Regions from separate parts of the Sus scrofa genome. Here region 2 is linked to region 1. Evidence: chromatin contacts called from public Hi-C data. All regions are on one chromosome and are shown on one strand. The core of a region is the stretch at or near the end of the contact, and the rest is flanking DNA. Distances in the headings are between cores, read along the strand shown. Region 1 holds the start of IGFBP1 (insulin like growth factor binding protein 1). Region 2 holds the start of CCM2 (cerebral cavernous malformations 2 protein).

Region 1 (7,767 bases), core at 2,404-4,903:
ACATCTCAGCCCTGCCCAAGCCTGTCCGGGGGCAGCCAGCCAAGGAAGTGCCCGGGCACAGCTTGGACTCTTTCTCTACCTATGCCCCGCTCTCTGAACCCTCCGCTAACACCCTTACAAGGATGGGCTTCTAACTGGTGCTCGACAGAGCAGGTCTCTTGCTAGACTGTGCGCGTGGCACAGTTAGCCCTCTCCCCATACCTAGTTCTGTCCCTGCAGCAATGGGAGGCCAGCTCCCGTCCCGCTGTGTGTTCTCTGCTGGGGGAAAGAATGTCAGGAAGCTCCAGACACCTGCTGTGTGGGGGAGAATGGAGAGGGCTGGAAGAAAAGGCACCTCATTCTCAGGGATGGCTGTGGGGGCAGCTAGAATAGACTCCTGGAAGAATGAGCTTTCGATATGGAGGGAGAGATACTGGAGTAGAGAGACATGAATGGCTGGATGATAGAGACATGATGGAATAGAGGGATGCGGATGATGGAGAGATGCTGGAGTACAGGGATGCAGATAACGGGGAAATGTGGATGCCAGCGAGATGTAGGTGATAGGATGATAGAAATTTGGGCATGGAGAACAGGGAGAAGAAAGTTATGGAGGTACGATGGTGATTTTTTTTTTCTGGAGGTGGGGGGGACATCAAGGCTGGAAAATGAACAGGAGTCTGTCGGGCTGGGGTTAGGAGAGGCAAGTGAGGAGGCTACAACACGTAAGACGGGAGAGCACCCCCTCATGCTAACAGGGGCCAGACCCGAAGTCAGACTGCAGGGAGCGTGGAAGGCCAGGCCAGGCTGTGGATGCTCACCGCTGGGCAGCAGGCCCTGGGATTCAGGATGTGCCTGGAAATGAGCCCAAGAGCAAGTACCTCTTGACATGCCAGGGGAGGGCAGCTCACCCCACAGGACAGAGGGACAGCCTACCTACACAGGCCTCGAGGAAGCATCCTGCCCATTTGGGCCAGTGGGGCTGGGAGCAGGGAGACCTCTCTCTGGGTTGAGGGCCATTTGGTTTGCTGCTGCTCCGAGGTAAGCCATGGAAACATTTGGGACATTGATCCCCCAGGAGAGGAACTTCTACTGCGTGCAGGATGACCAAGGCCTGGGAGAGGGAGGGAGGGACCTCGCTGGGCTAGTGCGCAACTGGGTGAACTGTCCAGGGCTGGCAAACTGCCAGGCACACAGGAGGCGGGCCCCAGGCATTTACCAGATGATTCTCTCCGTCATGTGTGTCATTCCGAAAACATTTTAAGTGGGCATACTGATTCTAAATCGAGAAAGCCAAGAGAGAAAATTCAGAGCTGGAAAATTCCAGTTCTTTTGAGGGAAGTGAAATCGTTTAGGAACTCACCTCGAAAATAATGTTAAAAGGTCAAAAGCATTGGTCAGCTCCTTCACCGGACACTGACTTTTGTTCTGTAAAAAAACAACCAATATGACTGTGAACTTCCACCTGCAAATGTTCTCACCAAGCTTATGTTGATGGTTTGCTGAGGAGATGCTGGTGTGTGTGTGTGTGTGTGTGTGTGTGTGTGTGTTACAATTTATTGACACAGTAGTGGTAGAACACAAACAAGTAAGTTGCCTAAGGCCACACAGCCAGTGAGGTAGCTAGGGGAAAAAAAAAGCTAGTAAATTAATTTTACTCATTCTTTCTTGAGATAAGATACATAACGTAAGTACCCGATAACACCAAATAATGCAGCATTTACTAGATAACGTAAATCCTAAATGGATTTGCAATCTAGAATGGATAAGAAATAAGCTCCTACTCTACAGCTCAGGAAATGATATGCCATCGCTTGGGATAGAACGTGATGGAGGAGAGTGTGAGACATGGGTCGCTTTGCTGTGCAACAGAAAGCAACTATCCTTTAAGAAAAACCAACCAACCAACCAACCAAACAAACGAGATGGGTCTCTGGGGGCTGTGGTGAGATGCCCTCATAATGTAAATTCAGAAAGATATCCAGAAGGCTACAAAGGAGCTGGGGTGCCAGGGGATGGGTGGCATATTTGGCACTGGGAGGCAGGGTCGATCCCTGGCCAGGCACAGTGGGTTAAGGATCGGGCGTTGCCACAGCTGCAGCTGGGATCTGATCCCTGGCCTGGGAACTCCATATGCCACAGGGCGGCCAAAAAAGAAAAAAAAAAAGAGAACCAGTGTGAAGGGAAAACCAGTCTCTTTCTCAGACACCTAACTTCCTACCTCTCCCTCCAGGGCAGGAAAGTATCACTTTCTTACATATTCTTCTCGAAATAGTCAATACATTTAGAATCACAGTGACATCTGCATTCATATTACTTTTTTTTTTTTTTTTTTTTGGTGCAAAACTAATAGCAAAACCAATAGCATATTCCGTACCTTCTCGTTTTCACTTGAAAATTGTGCTTATCGGGCACAACAGTGGCGATGTTTCTCTATCCGTAAATATGAGGCTGCCTTCCCTTTGGCAACAGCTGCCCGGTGTCCAGGTTTAGGGTGCCAGAGAGCGCCTACAGAATCTGGGCACGGGCAGGCCCGTTTCTTACTGTCTTTGAAGGCACATTGTTCCTTCCGCCCAAGGGAATATCCAGAAGCAGGAATTTTAACAGAGCGGTAGCCTTGGGAGTGGACGCCCCATAAAAATTTGGACTGAGGCTGAAAGTCAGAGGAGGCTTGGGGTCTGCATTCCGTTCTGCAGCCTTGGACCCTTCTCTGAACGGCTCTGAGCCCTTCCCCTCTCTGGAAGCTCAGTTAAGTGGGATGAGGTCCGTAGATGCAAACAATGACATTTAGAAGGATGAGCAATGGGGTCCTGTCATTCAGCACAGAGAACTATGTCCAATCTCTTGGGATAGAATGTGCTGGAAGATAGTATGAGAAATACATGCATATATAGGTATGACCGGGTCACTTTGCTGTACAGCAGAAATTGGCAAACGTTGTCAATCAACTATACTTTAATAAGCAAGCAAACAAACAAAGCTGGATCTCTGGAGGCTGTGGTGAGATGCCAGAGCCTGGCACTGCCCAGGGAGGATCTGTCCCTTTCCTTTCTTCTTTCCTCCTGGGGAAGGCTCTGCAGACAGCAGTTAAGGGGCTTTGGGGACCTTCTTCCTGCAGGGAGAGAAGCAGTTCTGGGCTTCGCTTTCAACGTTGGCTTGCAACGACCTGAGTTCTAAGCCCATCCTTCCTTCCTGTTTCCTGCTTGCAAACTGGCAAGTGCCCTGGCCTTGCCCAGCTCATCTCTGGGATTCTCCCTGGGTCCCCAGGAGCATCAGCAGGCTCCGGCCGAGCATGACCCTTGAACAAAACAAGCCAGCGCCACCCTCCACCTGGCATTGCTCTCCTGGCTGAAGCTGCACTTTGGCTCCAGGTGGGAACCCTAACAACGGGGCAAACACCGTATGAAACCTGAACCGTTTACCCTCCTTCCACCCACGGTTTGCGCAGGGCCTTGAGCCTACGAGCAAAACAAACTTATTTTGAACACCGGGCTCAAGCGCGCGGCTCTGTCAATCATTAACCGCGGGTGCAGGTGGCCCGGCCCGCGCCCTTCATAAAGGTGCACGCGGCGCCCAGCGGGCATCAGCCGCCGCACCAGCGCCACCGCCACCGCGCAGCCAGCATCGGCCACCGCGTCGCCTCCCAGTGGGCACCTGCTCCTGACCACCACCCCCGCCCAGCGATGCCCGAGGTCCCCGCTGTCCGCGCCTGGCCGCTCCTGCTCTCGCTTGCCCTGCAGCTCGGCGCGGCCGCCGGCGCTCCCCAGCCCTGGCACTGCGCGCCCTGCTCCGCCGAGAGGCTCGCGCTCTGCCCGCCCGTGCCCGCCTCGTGCCCGGAGGCCACCCGGCCCGCCGGCTGCGGCTGCTGCCCGACGTGCGCCCTGCCGCTGGGTGCCGCCTGCGGCGTGGCCACTGCCCGCTGTGCCCGCGGGCTCAGCTGCCGAGCCCTGCCCGGGGAGCCGCGGCCCCTGCACGCCCTCACCCGCGGCCAGGGAGCCTGCATGCCTGCGCCCAGCGCCGAGGCCACAGGTACCACCATCTCCCACCCACTGGGGTCCCTTTCCTGGGGCGAACAGGGCAGGGGCTCACCAAAGCCCGCAGCCCATGGGAGCTTTCGGCCAAAGCCTTTAAGGAGAAAAGATTTTAGGTCATCCAGAGGAACCCCAGTGTTTCACGGTCCTTCCGGGGGTCCCCTCGGGGAGGGTCGGACATGCACAGCTTGGTGGGCGAGTTGGGAAGGGAGCCCAGCCCTGCTGGGCAGTCCACGGACCCCTAGATATCCAGACATGAGGCAGGAGGAGGTGATGGGGGTGCCCCGGGCAGTGGGGTGCCACTCCAGGCGCCCCTGGCCCTCCTCTCTGCCAGTGGACCGGCTTTCGGGAAAGCCTGCCGTGGGAGCCCCGGCCTGTGGGCCTCCTGGGAAGTGTTTGGAATGTCCTTTGTAATATACGTCCTGTGCAGACACTATGTGCTTCCCAGATGTTTACAGAACATAATGTGAAAGTTTAGGCTAAAAACTACGCTTGCATTCATGGCCATAGAAAAACAGTGTTTGATGTGTGTGCTGCCTCCTCACAGCTTGACAATCAGAACTTTCCTGAATTTAGCGGTGATTTATTTGTAGTGGGAAGCAGAGGAAATGCCTCCTCCGCTGCCCCCTCTCCCTACCCCCCTGTTGGGGAGGCGGCGTGTCCAGTGTGAGTCTGCGATTCTTGGAGGACTCTTGAGGCTCTGGGCACTGACAGGGACCTGCTGGAGCATGGGACTGGAGGGGACAGGGTTTTCGGGCTGGTTCTCTGCCTTCAGAGTCAATGAAATGGAGTCATAGCTATGCTCCTCAAAAGACATGACACCCTCCCCCCCGTCAGGGAAAGCCAGTTCTCTATTCTTCTGTCCAAGCACCACATCAAACCCTAGGGCTCTGCAAGAAAGTTGCCCCCTTGTCCTCCCAGGGTTGTAAAGAAGTTACTTTGTGGGAAGGCAGAACCCCTGGAATAAAAGGGGGTAGAGCAGCCACACAGACCCCATTTCCAGATGAATCCTACCATCTGTTCACAGAGAATTACTGACCTCCCATTTTACCGATGGGAAAGCTGAGGATGAGTTCTGGGGAACTGAACTGCAAATCCATGGCTTTCTCAGGTCTCTTCCCAGGCTTCCACAAATGCGCCTGTGGCTACTTCAGAAGCAAAACCACAGGGCACTCTGGCCAAGCCTGAGGTTTACTATTTTCCCAGAACAGAACTGGCCTTGCCGTTGGGTCATCCCTGTCCTCCGAAACCATCAGAAGTTCCTTTAAAGGGGGAGGAGGCGGTAGTCTGGGTCAGCACAAGCATCCTGTCCTGGTCTGGTTCTGCACGAAGGGAGGCACCTGTCAGTGGCGGCAAATGCTTGGCAGAGGGGCTCATGGGCTTTTGACTTTCTGTTTTCAGAGACAAAGGACCCCGCTGCCCCAGAGACTACGTCCCCTGAGAGCACAGAGATGACCCAGGAGCAGCTCCTGGACAGTTTCCACCTGATGGCCACGTCCAGCGAAGACCTGCCCATCCTTTGGAACGCCATCAATAATTATGAGAGCATGAAGGCTCTCGAGGCCACCGACATCAAGAAGTGGAAGGTGAGGCCCCGGGGCAGGTGGACTCTTTCGCTTGGACCTGCTGGGCGGTGCTGGTCCGGTTCTGAGCCCTGGATAGAAACACGTTTCCTCCCAAAGACATCTCTCAGCTTAGCTTTGTTGAGCTTTTAACACCAGCGCTTTCAGCAGAGGAGGCTGCTGGATGGAAAGAAAATGCAGCTTGTCCTGTGCAACTTGAGATGTATTATCTCATGTCTCTGAGCTCATCTCTAAAATCAGGGTATCGGTCTTCATAATAAAAGTTAGCATTTTTACCATTCAGTGGCACTCCCCGTCACCACCGCCCATCTTGAGAACTTTCTCATCCTCCCAAACGGAAACCCTGTCCCCGTGAAACACCAAATCCCACGGCATCTTAACCGATGTCTGTTTTCAGTTCTACCCCTTGAGGGCGCCAGAGAACCAAAGTTGGAGTGACTTGGGTTGATTTGCCATAAAAAGAAAGTCACTTCTACCAGCAGGCATCCCCAGGAAAGCAGAGGGATGAACCATTTCCTGGGCCCTTCAGAGTTTCATCTTGAAATGATGACACGTGGAGCAAGTTTCACCCTTATCTCCAGTTGTCCAATGATTTTGGTTTTGTTTAACGAACCTTGTAGATGGCACAGGAACGATGCTCAAAATTTAGAACGTCTGTTACTGAGGCCTCCATTCAGGGAGCTGTACCCATTCTCCTTTCAACCGATGGCTGGGGCCCGAATTCCCCCTCCCCCCGGGGTGGGGCAGGAGGGGCGGGACTGCTCCTGGACCTGGTGACAGCGGTTGCCTCCTGCAGGTGTTTAGCAAATGTTCAGTGAGGGGGGGCCTGGGGTTCCCATCCTTCATCTTAACAGCTCAGGAGAGACGAGCCACCCTCCTCTTACAGGTGAGAGAAGGAGGCCCAGGGAAGGCGGGTCCAGGCCGGTCCCCAGAGCCCACGCAAACCCTCTTCCATTGTCCCCCGTGATGCTGGGCGCACGCTGTTTCTTGTCATTGACCCAGCGGCCAATTATTCTTTCAGGAGCCCTGCCAGCGAGAACTCTACAAAGTGCTGGACAGACTAGCCAGGGAGCAGCAGAAGGCAGGGGACAGACTTTACAAATTTTATCTGCCGAACTGCAACAAGAACGGATTCTATCACAGCAAACAGGTGCGTGCATCCTTACGGGGGCAGCCCTGGCTGCCCACACCCCCATGAAAGCCATTCTTTTCAGCAAACGTGGTGTCCAGCTCCAAGGAAGCCCCATAAGGCCCCATGACACGTTATATTAAGGGAAGACCCACCCCCTGGGACGAGGAGCCGCTAGGCCTTCCCCCCATCTCACCCCGCTCAGCCTGAAGACCAGCTCAGTGTTTGGGGGGATACCTGCATTCAGGGGCCCTGGGCTGAGTGGCACTCCATTACCCAGCAAGCCTGAGCAGGTGGGGTCCCCGCCAAGGCCCTTCCCATTTTAGATCTCAGTTTCTCTGCCGTAGAGAGAGGAACCCTACCTAGGAAAGCGAGGGTCTGTTTGGCTATTTTATCCCCCAAAGGAAAATGAACTTTCTACTGAACTACAGTAGCATTGTTTGGGCTTGCCAGATAACAAATGAGATCAAAACAAACCAAGACTGGGCGTTCCTGCTGTGGTGCAGGGTTTGATCCCTGGCCTCGTTCAGTGGGTCAGGCATCTGGCATTGCTGTGGCCGTGGCGTAGGCCGGCAGCTGCCACTCCGATGTGAACCCTCGCCTGGGAACGTCCATATGCTGCAGGTGCAGCCCTAAGAAAACAAAGAACAAAACCAAAAAGCAAACCCCAAACCAAACCAAGACCTAATATTGAGAAGCCCTTTAGGTCTCAGGGAAGCCCAGGCTCTGTGGATATTTCCAGGGGCAATGGAGGGGCAGGACATGCTTGATAACCGATGATGAGTTGGCCGGGGACTAGGACAGCCAGGTCAGCTCCCTCCGGGCTGTGGAGGGAAGTACATGCTGGACCACTCCGCACACGCGTGACGTCCTTCCTGCCCGGGGCCCCGGACCTCCGTCTCCATCTTGCAAGGAGAACCAGGAGGGTGTTGGAGTTGCCCGCAGTCATGGTCCTGGCCCGTGGGTGGCACCCATCCCTGGCTTTCAGCTCTTCATGTGGCTCTGGGCAGCACGGAGCTCTGCCTCCCCCTCAGCTTCTCAGGCG
Region 2 (7,767 bases), core at 3,133-5,632, 430 kb before region 1:
CTGCATATGGATGTTCCCAGGCTAGGGGTCGAATCAGAGCTTAGCTGCCAGCCTACAGAGGATCTGAGCCTAGTCTGAGACCTACACCACAACTCACAGCAACGCCGGATCCTTAACCCACTGATTGAGGCCAGGGATTGAAGCCGCAACCTCATGGGTGCTAGTCAGCTTCGTTAACCGCTGAGCCACGACGGGAACTCCAAGGCTACCCCACTTCCAGTGAGCCCAACTGCTGCGTCCCTGGGCCCTGAAGGCCACTTTTTCACTAGAAAGCTCTCCCACGGCTCTGCTTGCCTTCGGGTCTCTCTCTGCCGCATGCAAGTGACGGTGGCTGACTCCTCCCTAGAGCCAGCTCTGAGCAAATAGGCTTTGCCTGGTCTCATCTAGGGGGTCCTCCTTTATTTCCAAAATTACCGTGATCTGATTCTTAGTAGGTAGAATTTTACTTGGAAGCCTGGATGTGTGTATGTGGAGAGGAGGCAAAGGCATTCAAATGGACAGGAGCAGCCTGAGGAGGCTCAGCCTAGGGTCAGCCAGGCTGTGAAACAACAGAATACGGGAGTTCCCCTGTGTGGCTCAGCAGGCTGAGGATCTGGTGTTGCTGTAACTGTGGCATAGGTCACCGCTGCGGCTTGGATTTGATCCCTGCTCAGGGAACTTCTATATGCTGAGGGCGTGGCCGAAAAAGAAAAAAAACCAAAACAGAACCCCCATACTGGTCTCTGTCCCCGTTGCTGGCATAGAGCTCCCACATCCTGTGACAGCTCCTGGGTGAAAGGAATGTCTTTGTTCTGAGTTGATGTAAGTTGGGCTCCTGGATGGTGTCTGGATAGAAGCTGGCCACCAGAAAGACCGTGATTAGAAGCTTGGAATTTTCAGCTTCACCCTTCATCCTCCAGAGAGGAAATGCAGTTAATATTCAATCATGCCATGTAAACCAACATGATTTCAAAGTTTTTAAACAATTTAAATAAATACCATTACTAGGAAAAAATAAGATCATGCCTATATGATGAAGTCTCCATAAAATTCCAATAGTTAGAAGATCTGGGTTGGTGAACACATGAAGGGGCCAGAAGAGTGTGGTGTTCAGAGCAAGCCCCTTCCCACACACATCCCCAGGCATCTCTCACTTTTTTTTTTTTTTTTTGGTCTTTTTGTCTTTTAGGGCAGCACCCTCGGCATATGGAGGTTCCCAGGCCGGGGGTCCAATCGGAGCTGTAGCTGCCGGCCAACACCAGAGCCACAGCAATGCCAGATTGGAGCTGTGTCTTCGACCTACACCACAGCTCACGGCAACTCTGGATCCCTAACCCACTGATTGAGGCCAGGGATCGAACCCGAAACCTCATGGTTTCTAGTCGGATTTGTTTCCACTGTGGTCCAAGATGGGGAAATCCCATTTTTTTAAAAAAAACTTTTCGGGGCTGCTGGTGTAGCATATGGAAGTTCCCAGGCTAGGGGTCAATGCCACAGCCACAGCCACAGCCACACCAGATCCAAGCCGCATCTGCAACACAGGATCCTTAACCTACAGATCGAGGCCAGGGATCAAACCCACATCCTCATGGGTACTAGTTGGGTTTGTTTCCACTGAACCACGATGGGAACTCCTAGGCATCTCTTTTATCTGGATCTTTGTCATATCCTTTTACAATGAGCTGATAAACAATAAACTATTTTTCTGAGTTTTTGTGCCATTCTAGCACATTAATTGAACCCAAGGAGGAGTCCTGGGAACATTCAGTTTACAGCTGACTGGTCAGAGGCAGAGGTAACAACCTGGACTTTTGTTGTCATCTGAAGTGGGGAGCAGGGCAGTCTTGTGGGACTGAGCCCTTGACCGGTGGGATCTGATGCTCTCTCCAGAATTGAGTTAAAGTGTAGGACACAGCTGGTGTTGAAGAATTGCTTGGTGTGGGAAAAATGCCCACACATCTGGTGTCAGAAGTGTCAAGAGTGGTTGTCGTGTGAGAGTAAGGAGAAATATAGGAGTTGAGTGAGTTTTTCCTAAACCTAGGTTAAGGGAAGTTTTAGTAGCGTTATTTACAGTGTTACAGAGAGACAACTATGGAAAGGTACATCAGTGGAAGATCTTAAAATATCAGACCAATGTTCCGTAGTGGTGGATGGAACAACCACTGAATGCACTGCGTTATTCGTGTCTGTGCATGTGGCAAGCTAAACTATTGCAGGAGGGAGACTGAAAGGTCATTTCCCACACTTCTGCTTTATGTACCCAGGGACTGCAGTACCTAATGCCTTTAGGGAGTGCTGGGGACTACTTGTTTCTTTGGTGTCTTTATCTAATAGGGTCCAATCAGGAGACAAACAGTGCAGGAAGGGTTTAATACAGAGAATTACAGTAACAAGGGAATGGCTGTTAAAAGTGAAGGGAGGGGGAGGGATTAATTTGGAGTCTGGGATTAACATATACACACTACTATACATAAAATAGGTAACCAACAGGACCTACTGGATAGTACAGAGAACTACCCTCAGTATTTTTGTAATAACCTATAAGGGAAGAGAATCTGAAAACGAATATATATAACTGACTCACTTTGCTGGATGCCTGAAATTAACACAACATTGTAAATCAACTCTACTTCAATTTTTAAAAAAGTTAAGAAAAAATGGAGAGAACTCTGAAGGCCACAATGATAGTAGATATAAGGGCAGCTACTATTCTGAGTGCTAAGCTTCTGAGGAATAACCTCGCCCCCTCAACCCCCCCAGGCTGAGGTCCAGCCTTTGGTAGAGAACAGCTCTGCTCAAGGAATGGCAGAGAAGTGCTGGCAGAACTTGCTGTAGTCCACCCTCCAGAGTGTGGGAAAACTGTTCCTGAAGGCGGCGTCTCGCCGACCTCAGACCACAGGGGAGCTGGGTGCTCCCGGCACTGGAGAGCCAGGTGCTTGCGAGAACCTGGAGCTGGAGAAGTTACCCTTGATGTAGGAAGGTGGGTGCTTTAGAGGCCTCTTTCTGCAGGTGCTTTTTCAGAAAGCTCACTGGAACCAGGCAGTAAAGCTCCTTCCTCCTGCACTGCCTCCCTGCAGTTTCTACCCGCAAAGCTTCACACTGGGCCGCCTGGCAAGGGAGGACAGCTCAAAGGGCCCAGCTCCATCCCACGATGGGAGCCGAGAGAGAGACCATTGACCCCTGGCACAGGATCTAACACTCTAAAAAGTTAACCAGTCGAGACAAATATTGTTTTGTTTGGTATCAGTTTACATTTTAGTTGAACAGCAGGGTTCTTACTGGCAGCTGTTTGGTGGCAAAACAGTGGGCCTGCTGCTGCTGACTCCACTTCACAGTGTGTTTTGGGCAAACCATCTCTCTGGACCTCATCGGTAAAAGGTGGCTGTTATTTCTAGGTGACTATTAAGGTTCTGTGTGTGGGAGTTCCCTTTGTGGTGCAGAGGAAACCAATGCGACTAGTAACCATGAGGTTGCAGGTTTGATCTCCGGCCTCGCTCAGTGGGTTAAGGATCCCGTGTTGCTGTGAGCTGTGGTGTAGGTCGCAGACACAGCTCAGATCCTGCGTGGCTGTGGCTGTGGTGTAGGCCGGCAGTTGTAGCTCCATTTCGACCCCTAGCCTGGGAACCTCTATGTGCCATTAAAAAAAAAAAAAAGGTTCTAGGTTTTATTTATTTATTCATTTTGTCTTTTCTAGGGCCGCATCCGCAGCATACGGAGGTTCCCAGGTGAGGGATCTAATCGGAGCTGTAGCCGCCAGCCTGCACCACAGCCCCAGCAACACGGGATCCGAGCCACGTCTGCAACCTACACCACAGCTCAGGGCAACGCTGGATCCCCAACCCACTGAGCGAGGGCAGGGATCGAACCCTCAACCGCATGGTTCCTAGTGGGACTCGTTAACCACTGAGCCACGAAGGGAACTCCCGTTCTACATTTTATTCTGGTAGGGTCCGGACGTACTCGCTGTTGCATTTAAACTTTCCCAACGTGTTTGTCTAAGGAAGGCTGACGCTGAAACACAGGAAGTCTTAGCAAAAAGTTTCACTGCACCCACACGAAAGAAGGGCAAAGGGAGAAAGGAAAGGGAGTGGTCCTGTGCCCCTTCCCCGAGGCCCCGCTCCTCGAGCAGCCCCGCCCAGGTCTTCCCGCCTTCACCTTCCTGCAGGCCCCGCCCTCCCACTCCCGCCAACCACTCCGGTCCGCAGCCCCGCCTCCGATGACCGCGCCCCCTCTCGCCAGCCCCTCCCAGAGCCCCCACACCCCCACTTCCCGTCCTCACCTTCCCACAGGCCCCGCCCCTCCCGCCGGCCCCGCCCACCGTTTCTTGGCGGCCTGAGCCTAATCTGCTTGAGCGTGAGGCAGGCTGGGAAGTTGGCTGCCCAAAAGATGGCGGCAGAATTGAAACGCTGGAGCCGCTCGTGCGGCCCTGAGGCGCCGGGCTTGTGGGCGCGGGCTGCAGGCCCTCCCTGAAGGGCGTGGGGTGGGACAGGGGCGCGACAGGCGCGCTCCCGCGGCCCTGAAAGGGGCGGGCAGGGCAGGCGCGTTCTCGGCCGCCTGGAAGGGCTGGGGGCGGAGCGTGTGGGCCGAGGGGGCGTGCGCGCGCGGGGCGGGGCGTGGTCGCGGGGGCGGGGCTGCGCCCTCGGTCCGGAAGTGCGGGGTGCGGGGTGCAGGGCGCGGACGGCCCCTGGCGGCCGCGGGAGGAGACTGCGGCCAGGCTAGCGGCGCAGGAGCGGCGGCGGCCGCGGGGCCGGGGCGAGCATGTAGCGGCCGCGGGCGGCGCGGGGCTCCCGGGGCGGGCCGGGCCGCGGGGGCCGCTCGCGGCGACATGGAGGAAGAGAGCAAGAAGGGCAAGAAGGTGAGGCTGCGGGGCGCGTCCTCCCGAGGGCCGGGCGCGGGGTGGGCTGGACCCCCGACCAAGGCAGGAGGCTGGCGGAAGGCGGAGGGTCTGGGGCTGGGACTAGGGGGGGAGTGAGGGGGACGCGGGAGGGTCGCTCGGGGCCGCCTGTCGGTCTGCCGGTGCGGGGCGTGGGAAAGTCTGGTTTCGGGAGGTCCGTGGAGGGGAGTTTTGATTTGGGAGGTTCAGTGTGGGGAGGCGAGGCGTGGGGAGGTCCGGGACGGGAGTCTGGCGTGTGGACTCCGGCGTGGGGAGGCCAGGCACAGGGAGGTCCCGGGCGGGAGTCCGGCGTGGAGAGGCCCCAGGTTGGAAGTCCGGCGTGGAGAGGCCCGGAGGCACCCGCGGTTGGGGTGAGCGTGGCGGGCAGGCCAGGGCCCCCCGGTGGACAGTCCACGGTCAGTCCCGGACAGGGTCGTGGGAGTCGGTCTCTGCGCGATGGAGTACGAGGCGAGCCCCTGGACAATGGGGTTAGGTGGTCCTTTGCCGGCCGGGAGCGCGGGGGAGGAAGGAGCCACGCCTTTCCGCCCCTTCCGGTCAGTAACTCTGCCCCAAACCCAGGCTGTCCACATGGCCTTCCCCGCGGGTCAGTGACCAGGGGCTGCAGAGGAGCTGGCCCTGGTTATGGGCCAGAAAGTTTTCCAGGGTTAGTATCTTTGAGAAAATGGGGTGTACGGTAATGGAGAAACATTTGCTGCTGAGTTGACTTCAATTTTGGGGTATCAAGTAAAAGCAAAAACCGTGTTTCATGGTACAGCAGGCTCACTCACGGTAGGCCCGCAGAGGTCGAGTTTTGCTCTACCTAATCCCAGCTGAGTGATTTCAGTGATGTTATGTTTGGCAGTTAGATTTAGGACATAGTTCAAGAGGTTCCTCAGTCTGTGTAATTTTAAAAGTGTGGCTTTAATTACAGGCTAGAGTAATCGATAAACTCACCATTTTTCGGAGACAAATAACCACGTGGGATAAGCTGTCATCAAAATGGAAAATGGGTTTCAATGCAGTGCATCTTTTTCAAATACAGGCTTTATAATTGACGTGTCTTACCTATTATTTTCGTTTTGATAAATGTGTGTGCACTTTTATACACAAGTTTAATAAAAGACCTTGATAAATTCCGCGACCCTCTGCTTTTCAGAGGCAGCCGTCCTTGCGGCGATGATTACGCATCGCAGGGTGCCCCATTTTACTGAGGTATTTGAAGGGAAGTGCAGGCAGGTGGTCTTCAGAGGACTGTGTAATGCCGCTTCTCCCACCTCCTTTACTCCTTCCTTTCTTATGTTATCCATACACACGTCTGGAGTTCCCGTCGTGGCTCAGCGGTTAACGAACCCGACTAGCATCCATGAGGACATGGGTTCGATCCCTGGCTTCTCAGGGGGTTAAGGATCTGGCATGGCCGTGAGCTGTGGTGTAGGTTGCAGACTCGGCTCGGATCCCGCGTTGCTGTGGCTGTGGTGTAGGCCGGCAGCTACAGCTCTGATTGGACCCCTAGCCTGGGAACCTCTGTATGCTGTGTGTTCAGCCCTAAAAAGACAAACAAACAAAAAATACTCGTATCTAATTTAAGTGCAGTGTCAGTTGCAGTTCTCTACAAAGATGGTTGAGGTCTGGAAAGCAACCCGAGAAGGGGATTCAGCCGGCAAGCGACAGACCTCAGGGGGACGCCGGCCACTGCACAGCGGGAGCGGGAGCGCTGAGTTCAGCGTTTCTGCCAAAGCGGAGAGGAGGCACCATGTGAAATGCAGTCAGTTCTACTGTTCCCTGCCACAGGTGGGCAGGCGGGCCAGGGCCCTAGTAGGGCATGGCCTGTGTCCAGTGCTCTTGGCTGCCGGCGTTCCATAGAGGAGCCTGTCCAGTCCTAGCAGAGGACCTGTTTTGGCCCCACAGAGTCTTCGACAGTCCGTCCAAACAGGGCCTGCTAAGGAGGGTTACTCCTTCCACATGCATGCTATCCTGTCTTGCCAGGGAAGCATGAGAATGACTGCATTTTCTCTAGAGCCTTCTATCAGCTTTGGTAGAAACATTTGAGCGTTCAGCAATATTGAGAGAGACAAAGAGGTAACACATTCCTGAGCCTTTGGAATAGAGGTTAAACACCAGTGCAACTGCTTCCCATCATGGCTCAGGGGTACCAAACCTGACTTGTATTCATGACGACTTGGGTTCAACCCTGGCCCCACTCAGTCGGTTAAGGATCTGGCATTGCCGAGAGCTGTGGTGTAGGTCGCAGACGTGGCTCGGATCCAGTGGTGTAGGCAGGCAGCTGCAGCTCTGATTTGACCCCTAGCCTGGGAACCTCCACATGCCATGGGTGCTGCCCTAAAAAGGCAAAAAAAAAAAAAACCAAAAAAAACCCCACCACCTTTTATAGTGGGGGAGGGGCGGGGGCAGGCACCGGGAAGGTGGAGGCTCAGAGGAGGGCAGGACCTGTCACTCTCTCTGTTAGAGGAGGTGATGGGTTATTACGGAGTCGCCTAAGCTGGGCGTTCTGTGTTTTCTTTGTGCTCTGCCGATGCCCCGGCTCATTTTCCCATAGGCAGGCCAGACAGACAGCTCTGGGGCGTGGATTCCTATCCAGGCCACGACTTAGCACACTTTACCTCTTGCTCTCAGCCAGTCACAAGCCAGCAGAACCTTCCTGCTCTGCTCCTGCATTCGGTGTGAGGTCACGTCCAACTCAATAAATTTGATGCTTAGGTAGTTCTCATTATGGTAAATTAACCAGAGATAGCTATTTTAAAACTTACACACAAATTCAAGCTAAAGCAGCGAGTAATGACTTGATAGTTTTATGAAAGTACTGTTTGGACATTTAAATTCTCTTTCCAATAAAATAGTGCCATTGGCAGCAATATGGATGGAACTGGAGACGCTCATACTAAGTGAAGTAGGTC

The links. Hi-C and Micro-C count contacts between places; a contact is called where the count stands out from the background.
Region 2: a Hi-C map of liver shows a contact between it and region 1, with 2.6 times the contacts expected there. The contact joins the promoter of CCM2 here to the promoter of IGFBP1 in region 1. A contact is called at or near these places in 1 of 5 promoter capture datasets (liver) and 2 of 47 Hi-C or Micro-C datasets (both in liver).

Annotation. Positions count from the first base shown.
Region 1 is chr18:50,018,685-50,026,451 of Sscrofa11.1, reverse strand. It overlaps IGFBP1 (insulin like growth factor binding protein 1), which reads left to right and starts at 3,653. Exons shown (of 4, transcript NM_001195105.1): 1 at 3,653-4,008; 2 at 5,412-5,596; 3 at 6,615-6,743. The coding sequence starts at 3,663.
Region 2 is chr18:50,447,057-50,454,823 of Sscrofa11.1, reverse strand. It overlaps CCM2 (cerebral cavernous malformations 2 protein), which reads left to right and starts at 4,382. Exons shown (of 10, transcript XM_021079071.1): 1 at 4,382-4,834. The coding sequence starts at 4,805. LOC100739791 (a long non-coding RNA gene) reads right to left here and starts at 4,312. Exons shown (of 6, transcript XR_002340445.1): 1 at 4,298-4,312.